3 separate regions of the Mus musculus genome follow, and all the other regions are linked to region 3. A link is a contact called in public Hi-C data. All regions are on one chromosome and are shown on one strand. The core of a region is the stretch at or near the end of the contact, and the rest is flanking DNA. Distances in the headings are between cores, read along the strand shown.

Region 1 (2,700 bases), core at 96-2,595, 240 kb after region 3:
GTGCCACGAGCTTGCCTTTGTGTCTGCTCTCGGGGAGAAGCCAGATCTGTCTGTTCCTGGCTCTGACTTGTTCCCGGTTGGTTTCTGCAGCCAGGAGACAGAAGCAGCGCTACCAGAAAGGAAGAAACTCTCACCCTGGAGCGGTTTCTTGCCCGAGTGCTAAGGACCTTGACCTCCTTGCTTGGCCAGTTCTTTCCTGTGTCATGGAAAGGTTTGGCTGAGCTTAAGGCTTTGACCCCTGAGGCGTAGAAAAGAGCAAGATGAGAAATGATCTCAGCCCATGTGGGCTCATCCTGAAGCAATTAGAGTTGAAATTTCAGAGAACAAATCAGATTCTCGCTGTTCTTTCTGGAATGTCAATGTCTCACTGGATGGAGAGAACCCAGAGCAGGTGGCCGCGGCGAGTGGCCCCCAAACAGCTCCTCCAACGGGCCACCCACCACTTAGGGCATCTGTCTGGGGTAGGCTGAGGACGGGGAAAATCAGGGAGGCTGCTGGAAACAGGGAGGCCTGCTTTCAGACAGATGGAGTTTCTCATCAATTCCTAACAATCCCTTGGGAATAGACACTGTCTGCAGCCATCTTACCAACAAGGAAACTGGGGCTTCCAGATGGTCATCCACCTGTTGTAGGAGCTAGAGATCAAGAGGGGAGTGGCCTTTTCTCAACCCCTGGACTCAGGAGAGGCTAAGTGTGGCTACTAGGTCAGTACCTATGTGATCAGTTCAGAGCACGCAGCCTGGTGGCATAGACATGCACGACTCTGTGATGTAGTGTGATAACCAAGAGGGAGCAAGGAGGTTTGTGTGTGTGGTGGATGTCCCTGGGGAAGGAGATCCTGAGGGGGAGTGATGGGCAGGTCAAAGATCAAAGGGAATGGTGACTACATTGTCCCCTAAACCCTGATGGTGACTATGTTGTCCTCAACCCCTCCCCCTGCCCGCTTCCTGGGCTGCCAGTGAAAGTATGTTCCTGATCTTGAGATAGATTACTGTGCATTTTTCTGGTGTCCTTATAAGAGACATATGGGGATAAGGGGAGAAGAGAGAGAAAGAAAAGGAGGGAGAGTGGGGGGAAGAAGGGGGAGGAGGAAGTAAGCCAGGTAGCTCCCAGAGGGTGGAAGAGGCAGCAGGATGCCCCTAGACACCACAGGAGCACAGTTCTGCCCTCATCTTGCTTCCACACTTCTGCTCTCCAGAGCTGTGAGAGAATAAATGTGTGTTTGAAGGCAGCCTCTGTGCACCAGCTGCAGGCCCAGAAAACTAACGCAGGCAGGCACCATGTTTTCCAGAGGAACGCAGATCTCCCCGGGGCATACGGAGCTCCGGCAGTGGTGAATCACTGTTTTGCTCCCTTATGCTGTTCATATTTCATGCGTATGTCAGGCTCCTGGTAAACTCCAGGGACTCAAACGGAACTAGGACTCTGCTCGTGTTTTCAAAGAGCACGCAGCCTGGTGGCATAGAGATGCACGTCTCTGTGATGTAGTGTGATAACCAAGAGGGAGCAAGGAGGTTTGTGTGTGTGGTGGATGTCCCTGGGGAAGGAGATCCTGTGTGTGTGTGGGGGGGTGATGGGCAGGTAAAAGCTGCCCTACCATAATCCCCATCACTTCTGGGTCGTCTCTGTGTGGAACTATGTATCCAAGCACAGAGAGAGTGTGAGAGAGCGAAAGAGAGAGACAGACAGACAGACAGACAGACACACACACACACACACAGAGAGAGAGAGAGAGAGAGAGAGAGAGAGAGAGAGAGAGAGAGAGTATGAATGTACATTTGAAGTAGGAGAGCAAGTGTTCACAGGCAAGGCTACCAGGTCAAAGAATAGATTTTGGGAGCACCCTGGCCTCTCCTACCGCAAAGCTCTACCCCACCTCCCCTGCTGCCCTGGTTTCTTTTAAGAGAAGAGGCTAGGTCCCATTGTCCTACAGTTGGTCTGGAAAACCCTGGGCTGGCCGAAGAGGACTCTGAAAGTAGAGAATGAGGAGCCTTGGTTAAATCAGGGCCTTGCTTGCATCCTCCTGTCCTATGATTCCCGATAGGCTCTGTCTCCCTTCTAGTTTCCTGGTCAATCCTTTGCTTTCTTCTACTACCCTCAGTACTAGCCTCCTGAAGGTGTCTGCGTGGGGCTTCTCTACTAGTCATTCAACAAACACCGTCTACCAAAATGAAGAAGGTCGTGGCACGTTCCTCTGCTTGGGAGAAGGAAGCTGGATGCTGAGCGGAGGCAGGTGTAACCCAAGTTCCACTTGGGTTCGTGTGGAACACACCTGAGCATTCACACCTGCTGCCAGCTTGGTCTGCTGCAGCTTGGCCTTCTGAGCAGCACACCCAGAGCCCTGCCACCTTGAATTACATGGGCACCGTTCCTCCTACAGTCCACCCTTTGGGAGCAAGTGTGGTAGCTGGGTTTTCCAGGACAGAGTAAGCAGCACCTCCTCCCTGAGGACCAGGGCTTAAACTGATACAGAGAAATCCCAGGCAGCTAGGAATTGTGGGAAGCTTGACCAGCACACAGTCGCTGCTGTTCAGAGTGTATCAGCTCAGGAGTGCAAAGCAGACAAGTTTTGCTGTCTACACACAGATCACTGTGCATCTAAGAGAAGGTACCACACGTTTTATTCTTGTGACTGGTAAGCCCAGAAATCATGTGATCTTACATAAATCATGTGATCTTACATATGGACCATCCAATAAG
Region 2 (2,700 bases), core at 100-2,599, 170 kb before region 3:
ATTCTCTGGAGCATTAGTGGAGGGAAGCTCTGCTGGTCACCCTTCTGTGCATGTCAGTTGGTGTGGAGGCTCCAGTGTCTCTTCCGTGGCAGGGGAGGGCATGGCTGTGCTGATATGGGCGGGGCTGGGAGGCAAGCAAGAGCATGCAGTTGCACGTGTTAACTAACTCCAGCGAAGCTAGCTGAGGGATTCAAACTGTGCCTGTTTTTTAGGTGTGTGAAGAGTCTGGTCACCTTTACCAATATTGTTCCTGAGTGGCATCCACTCAATGCTGCCCATTTTGGTCCATGTAACAGCTGCAACAGTAAATCACAAATAAGAAAAATGGTGTTGGAAAGGTGAGTTTCCATTTACTTAAACATTTTTAGGAGACAGTGAAGATGCATGTACAGTTCCTCGTGTCGTGGGAAGGGAAGTAGTGAGCACCACTTACCCTTCAGAAGTTGGAGTGGACACTTACTTAGGGCCACCAGTTGCTTACCACTGTAAAAACTGAGGGTGGGCAAGCAGGACACAGTAGGCTTCAGGAGGGTGCTTAGTTTGTCTCTTGTAGTGTTTCTCTCATCCTGTTCCCTCTCCCATTGGGTGTACTTTTATGTGCATTTGTGTTTTACCTGCATGTATGTCTGTGTGAGGGTGTTAGAAGCCTGGAACTGGAGTTACAGACAGGTGTGAGCTGCTGTGTGGGTGCTGGGAACCGAACCCAGGTCCTCAGCAAGAACACTAAGTGCTCCTTACTGCTCAGCCATCTCTCCAGCCCCACCTGTGTGTCTTAATGTCTGTTTTCTTCCGGATGTCAATCAGCTTGCTGATACTTCATCGTCTTACAAGCTCCCTGCTGCTGGCTTCATTCTAAACTTCCTGCTGCTGGCCTAGGGTAGGCTCAGAGTTGCCATTCCGCTGACTCCTTGGCAAGCGCTGGGTCAGCTGTCTGTCTGTCTGCTGGGTCAGCTGTCTGTCTGTCTGCTGTAGGACTGGTGCTGCTAAGTGTGTGTACCTGGCCCTATCTGCTCAGGTGCTTGCATGTCCTTGCACTCTGAATGTAAATAGAACTCAGAGTAGATCTGCCCTTGTCGTTTCCCTCTGGTCAGATAGTGTACGTAGTAATAGAAGGTTTTGCTTTCCATTTGCTCTGTTTGCTGAACGGTTTAAAAGCTTAATACTCCCAACATGCAAATGCTTTAGGTCTGTGGGTCCGCCCCACACTGGCCTCTTTGAACTAGTAACTTTGCTGCTGACCTCCGTCCTTCCCTCCAGTTTCCTTTCCATAGCTCTTCTCTGGGCCTGCTACCTAGGCATATTCTCCAGACACGATCTCATCGCCTGGCCCTGGCCTCCCCCCTACGTTCCGCAGCATCTGTTGCATGTAAATACTGAATCTTGGAGGCTGTGGACAGATGAGCTGTCCACACAGTATGCCTGCCTGCTGTGTGGTGCTCAGCTCACCATTCCTCCGTTCTGCTGTGCTGGGTAAAGCTTCTCTCCCGTCTGTCTTTGTACTCTGCTGCTGTTGGGTTTGCTGTCCTCCTCCCTGTCAGCTATTAGCTTGCTTTGTCCCTGCTTCCTGGCTCTCAGAGTGTGAGTGAGGCGCTGCCTTACCCACAAATCTAGTCAGCTTGGCTGCCTGGGCCCAGGGTTTGAGATCTTCGTGTCAGGGCTTCTCTTCCTTAATACCGAGACAGGCAAAGGCAGCTGCAAGGCTGGCTGTTGTCCTGCACACACCTGTGCAGAAGCCTGAGCATCCTGGTGCTTATAAACAGCTTTCTGTCAAGGTGCAGGGGTTGACAATCCGCTAGATTTTATTATGTTGTTTGATCTGCTAATTGACAGCATTGTAACATAAATTTTTTTTTATAAAAGTTATAAAAGTTGTTGCTTTTGCTTACATAAAAGGTTCATGTTCTGATCAGAATGTGTTTCCATTAGATACAACTGTTTTTTAAATTTAAAAGGTCTTTTACATTTCAGTGGATTTGTTATTTTAATGAGCCAATTTTATAATTTGGACATTTCCTATTTTCATCAAAAGTAAATTGAATTTATGTAAAATTATACTTAAAATTTAAATGGCAAGGTATTTGTATAAGACTCTTACAGTTTTCACTCTGAAATTAATACAACTTGACTTGTTGGTATTTAGTATAGATTTTAGGGATAATGTAAGAGAATTTATCAGTTGGATGTGGTGGAACATGCCTCTATCCTAGTACGTAGCAAGCAGAGGAGAGCAGAACTTGTGAATTAAGACTGGTTTGGTCTACATAGTGAGTTCTCAAGCAGCCAGCATAGATAGATAGATGAATGATAGATCTATCATGAGACGCTAAACAAATAAATTCATCATGAGGCTGTGAGTAATTTAACCATATATCATTCTAAGATCTCACAATGTTACGAGTTCCCCCGGGGGCCTTGTCTCAGATTACCCGCATGTGTAATGCATGCCCACAGGGAAAATCTAGTGGTAAGTCATGCCTATTGCATCCAACTCTACCACTTCTCTTTAAGGAATTGTTGAGGAATTCTACTCTGAGGGTGTTGATGTGGACACTTGACGGTCTAGAGTCAGCTTTGAGTTATTGAAAAGAGCCTACAGTGCTTGCCATAGTCTCAGGAGGTCATACATGGTCCGGGCTGGCATTTGAAAAGGTTATTATATTTAACTTCAGTTTTAGCAGCTTCCTGATTGTTCTTGTTGTG
Region 3 (2,700 bases), core at 114-2,613:
CTCTGCACATCAGCATCACCCATGTGTGGGTTTCGATCCCACCACAGAGCATCCAGTGTTCCCCGCTTTGTGTTCGGGAATTCTCTCTCCTCAGGGTTATATGCACTCTCAGTTCAGGAGACAGACGTTTTGCTTGATGATAGGATGCACTGGTATCTAAGCAACTGACATCTTTCTTCTCCTTAAGCCGGGGTATAAAATCCACACATAGAGCAACAGTTGCTACCTGTTGAGCCAGAGCCTGGCTGGAGGGGAAGCCCCATTTTATCTCCATTCTGAGTCCCCGGAAGGCCAGCCCCAGCTTTCTTAAGTGGAGAGAACTTCATTCATTTCCTAATGGGTCATACTTGGGGAAAGACTGGAGTTTCTTCATTTTAGTGTCAGGCCAGTAAGGGGTTGCAAAGTACAGAGTAAGGAATGAGGGTAAAGCAAGAGGGATTGGCCCACCAGTGGGATTTGAGGACTGTCTCTTACATGGAGGCTGGGATGGGGAGACTGGAGCAGAAGCCGAGGCAATCAAACACGCCCCTCACAGTTTTGATCCGGCTCTCACCTGTTTGAAAGGAAAACATCTGGCTTGTCTTCCATTGACCCTGATGTAAATGGGTAAAGGATTTCAGGGCACATTCCTGATAGTTCCCTGAGGGACTTCCTAACAAAGGGGTGGAGCCAAGTAGCTCTTGGAATGGTCTCCCATCATAGACATTGCACTTAGAGTTTGAGCTATACGAATAATTCAGATGCTACACTGTAAGCCCTAAATATACCTTAAGCCCACAAACAACGCCCCTTTGTCCAGCTTTATGCCTGTGTTCCTTTAAATGGACTTTCTGTTCCTGACCGCACTGTAATCAGCAGATATCCCTACCGTCCCCCCATTCCCTCCTCCTCCCTTAAAACGGCTCCTTCTAATAGCTAGCATCCTGCAGTGACCAAAGCCATTAGAAGGATTGCACCATTACTATCCTGTCCAGCACACACATAATGCCCCAGGGATTGCCTTTCTTCTTCTTTGCTTGATGCTTTTTTGTGGATGAAATCGGGGCCCAATGGTGGGCTGAAAAAAAAAAAAACCGAAGAGGGCAGAAGGTGACAGTAATTCGTTTCAAGGGCACCTCCCAAACAGCTTTCCCCACTTGAGATTCCTTTGTGAAGGTGACGGCAGATGTCAGCCTTGTGGATAAAGCAGGCTCTGAAAGCACGCGGACAGGTTGCAGACCTCTGTTCCTCGTTACCATAATATTGAATGCTCATCTTTTCCCAAGCACGACAGCGAATATGTGCTCTGCCTGCTAGCTCACTGTTGTTTGTGCTGGAAAGAACCCGGGCCCAGCCCAGAGCCACGTTGCAGGGCTCAGGACTGCTCTGAAACACTGCCACCTAGTGGCGTGATGAGGTAAGACAGCACACATCAAGGGCACCGGGACTCTAGTTCAATCTAGCTGCCCCAGCTCAAAGGCAAGGAGTTAAAAAATCAGGAGCACAAAGACCATAGCCAGTTTGGAAACGCCTAAATAGGGCAGGGGACAGGGAAAAGGGGCGGGGGAACTGGAGCCTGAGAGAGGAATTAAAAGTAATGAACGGGTCGGATTGAGCAGTCCCCACCTCCCCTCCACCCCCCTCCAACTCCCCACCCCACCCCCCCTCGCCCCCCACCCCCAAGCTAGAGATGTGGGTAAGATGAGATTGGAACCGGCCTTCATTTGGACAGCTCAGTCTGGCTTGTGACTGGATCCTTAAGGATCCCGGGGCTCAGTTGAGCTCGGGAAGTCCCTGTGCCTCGGTTTCCTCACTTTGTGGGCCGAGTCAGAGCTCAAAGTCTATCTTCAGTTGAAACATTGTATGAATTTGTTATCTGAGAAATGCAGGAGAAAGCAGTTGGCTATCCTTAAATCATCTGTGTGACTTCTTGTTGATTTAAGGGGGGACTTAAAAATGAACAAAGAAACAAACGAATGAACAAACAAGCATCCACTTCCATCTTGTCTGTTTTCAGGGTTGTAGCTCAGGAATCCTGGGAGAAGCATGGAAGAATCTTCTAGCATGTGGGGACTCTCGGGACCCAAGAGGGAGAGTAACTCCTAAAGACGTGGAGGCTTCTAGTGCTTCAGGACAGACAGTGAGTGTGTGGGGGGTTGGAGGGGATGGGGTGTGGGTACTGGCATGGAAGCAAATCTGTACTATTTGAAACACCGAAGTGAAGACAATCATTATAATGGGTTAATAATTGAGCAGGCCATTCCTTCAAGAGTTACATTTTTAAAGGGAATTTCCTGTTAGAAGGTTCCAAGGAAATCAGATACTGTTCATTGACAAGCAGGAATCTGAACAAGTAGGGGAATCCCCAGGTCCTTCGACCTTACAGGATGGGTTTTGTCCTTTGTCATTCATCGGCGTTCCTTGGGGAAACTCATCTATGATGGCTGTTTTAAACACTTCGAGTATCATTTTTACATCCCAGGGCTAAAAGAAGATGTGGCTCAGCCTCTGCCACCATTTGAAGAAGCCCAGGTTGCTCTTGCTCCTTCTTTTAAGGCTCAATGGTCCTGCTCATCAAAGCATTTCCCCAGCGAACACACAGTGGAGGGAATTTAAATTCCATCTTGATGGAATTTGAACCAAAGCACACTGCCCAGTGTCACTTTATACGCTGTGAATCATCAAGCCAGCTACGAATACCTCGAGGGGTCCTTGCCGTTG

The links. A called contact is a pair of places that touch in the nucleus more often than the background predicts.
Region 1: a contact with region 3 is called in a Hi-C map of embryonic fibroblasts, with 1.7 times the contacts expected there. The contact joins two enhancer-like sites. A contact is called at or near these places in 2 of 484 Hi-C or Micro-C datasets (the G1E-ER4 cell line and embryonic fibroblasts) and 1 of 9 other capture datasets (pancreatic islet).
Region 2: a contact with region 3 is called in a Hi-C map of the C2C12 cell line, with 2.5 times the contacts expected there. The contact joins two enhancer-like sites. A contact is called at or near these places in 6 of 39 promoter capture datasets (the 3T3-L1 cell line, 3T3-L1-derived adipocytes, cranial neural crest and 3 more), 1 of 15 datasets of contacts at CTCF or cohesin (the NIH/3T3 cell line), 4 of 484 Hi-C or Micro-C datasets (the C2C12 cell line, cortical neurons, nephron progenitors and 1 more), 3 of 115 datasets of contacts at active chromatin or transcription factors (CD8 T cells, the NIH/3T3 cell line and double positive thymocytes) and 2 of 9 other capture datasets (adipose tissue and liver).

Annotation. Positions count from the first base shown.
Region 1 is chr5:149,611,571-149,614,270 of GRCm38.p6, forward strand. It overlaps Wdr95 (WD40 repeat domain 95), which reads left to right. Exons shown (of 23, transcript NM_029440.3): 23 at 1-324. The coding sequence ends at 163. Among named protein-coding and RNA genes, the nearest start is that of Hsph1, 23 kb to the right of the region's middle. Within about 2 kb of position 1,346, at least 72 of the 459 cell types and tissues checked have an H3K27ac peak or open chromatin away from gene starts, as enhancers often do. A contact at or near this core is called in embryonic fibroblasts, where this site is marked.
Region 2 is chr5:149,204,057-149,206,756 of GRCm38.p6, forward strand. Uspl1 (ubiquitin specific peptidase like 1) reads left to right here. Exons shown (of 9, transcript NM_001115149.1): 7 at 213-338. Among named protein-coding and RNA genes, the nearest start is that of Uspl1, 21 kb to the left of the region's middle. Within about 2 kb of position 1,350, at least 34 of the 459 cell types and tissues checked have an H3K27ac peak or open chromatin away from gene starts, as enhancers often do. A contact at or near this core is called in the C2C12 cell line and stem cell-derived motor neurons, where this site is marked.
Region 3 is chr5:149,374,673-149,377,372 of GRCm38.p6, forward strand. It overlaps a transcript of Medag not described here. Among named protein-coding and RNA genes, the nearest start is that of Gm38753, 8.5 kb to the left of the region's middle. Within about 2 kb of position 1,364, at least 94 of the 459 cell types and tissues checked have an H3K27ac peak or open chromatin away from gene starts, as enhancers often do. A contact at or near this core is called in the C2C12 cell line, embryonic fibroblasts and stem cell-derived motor neurons, where this site is marked.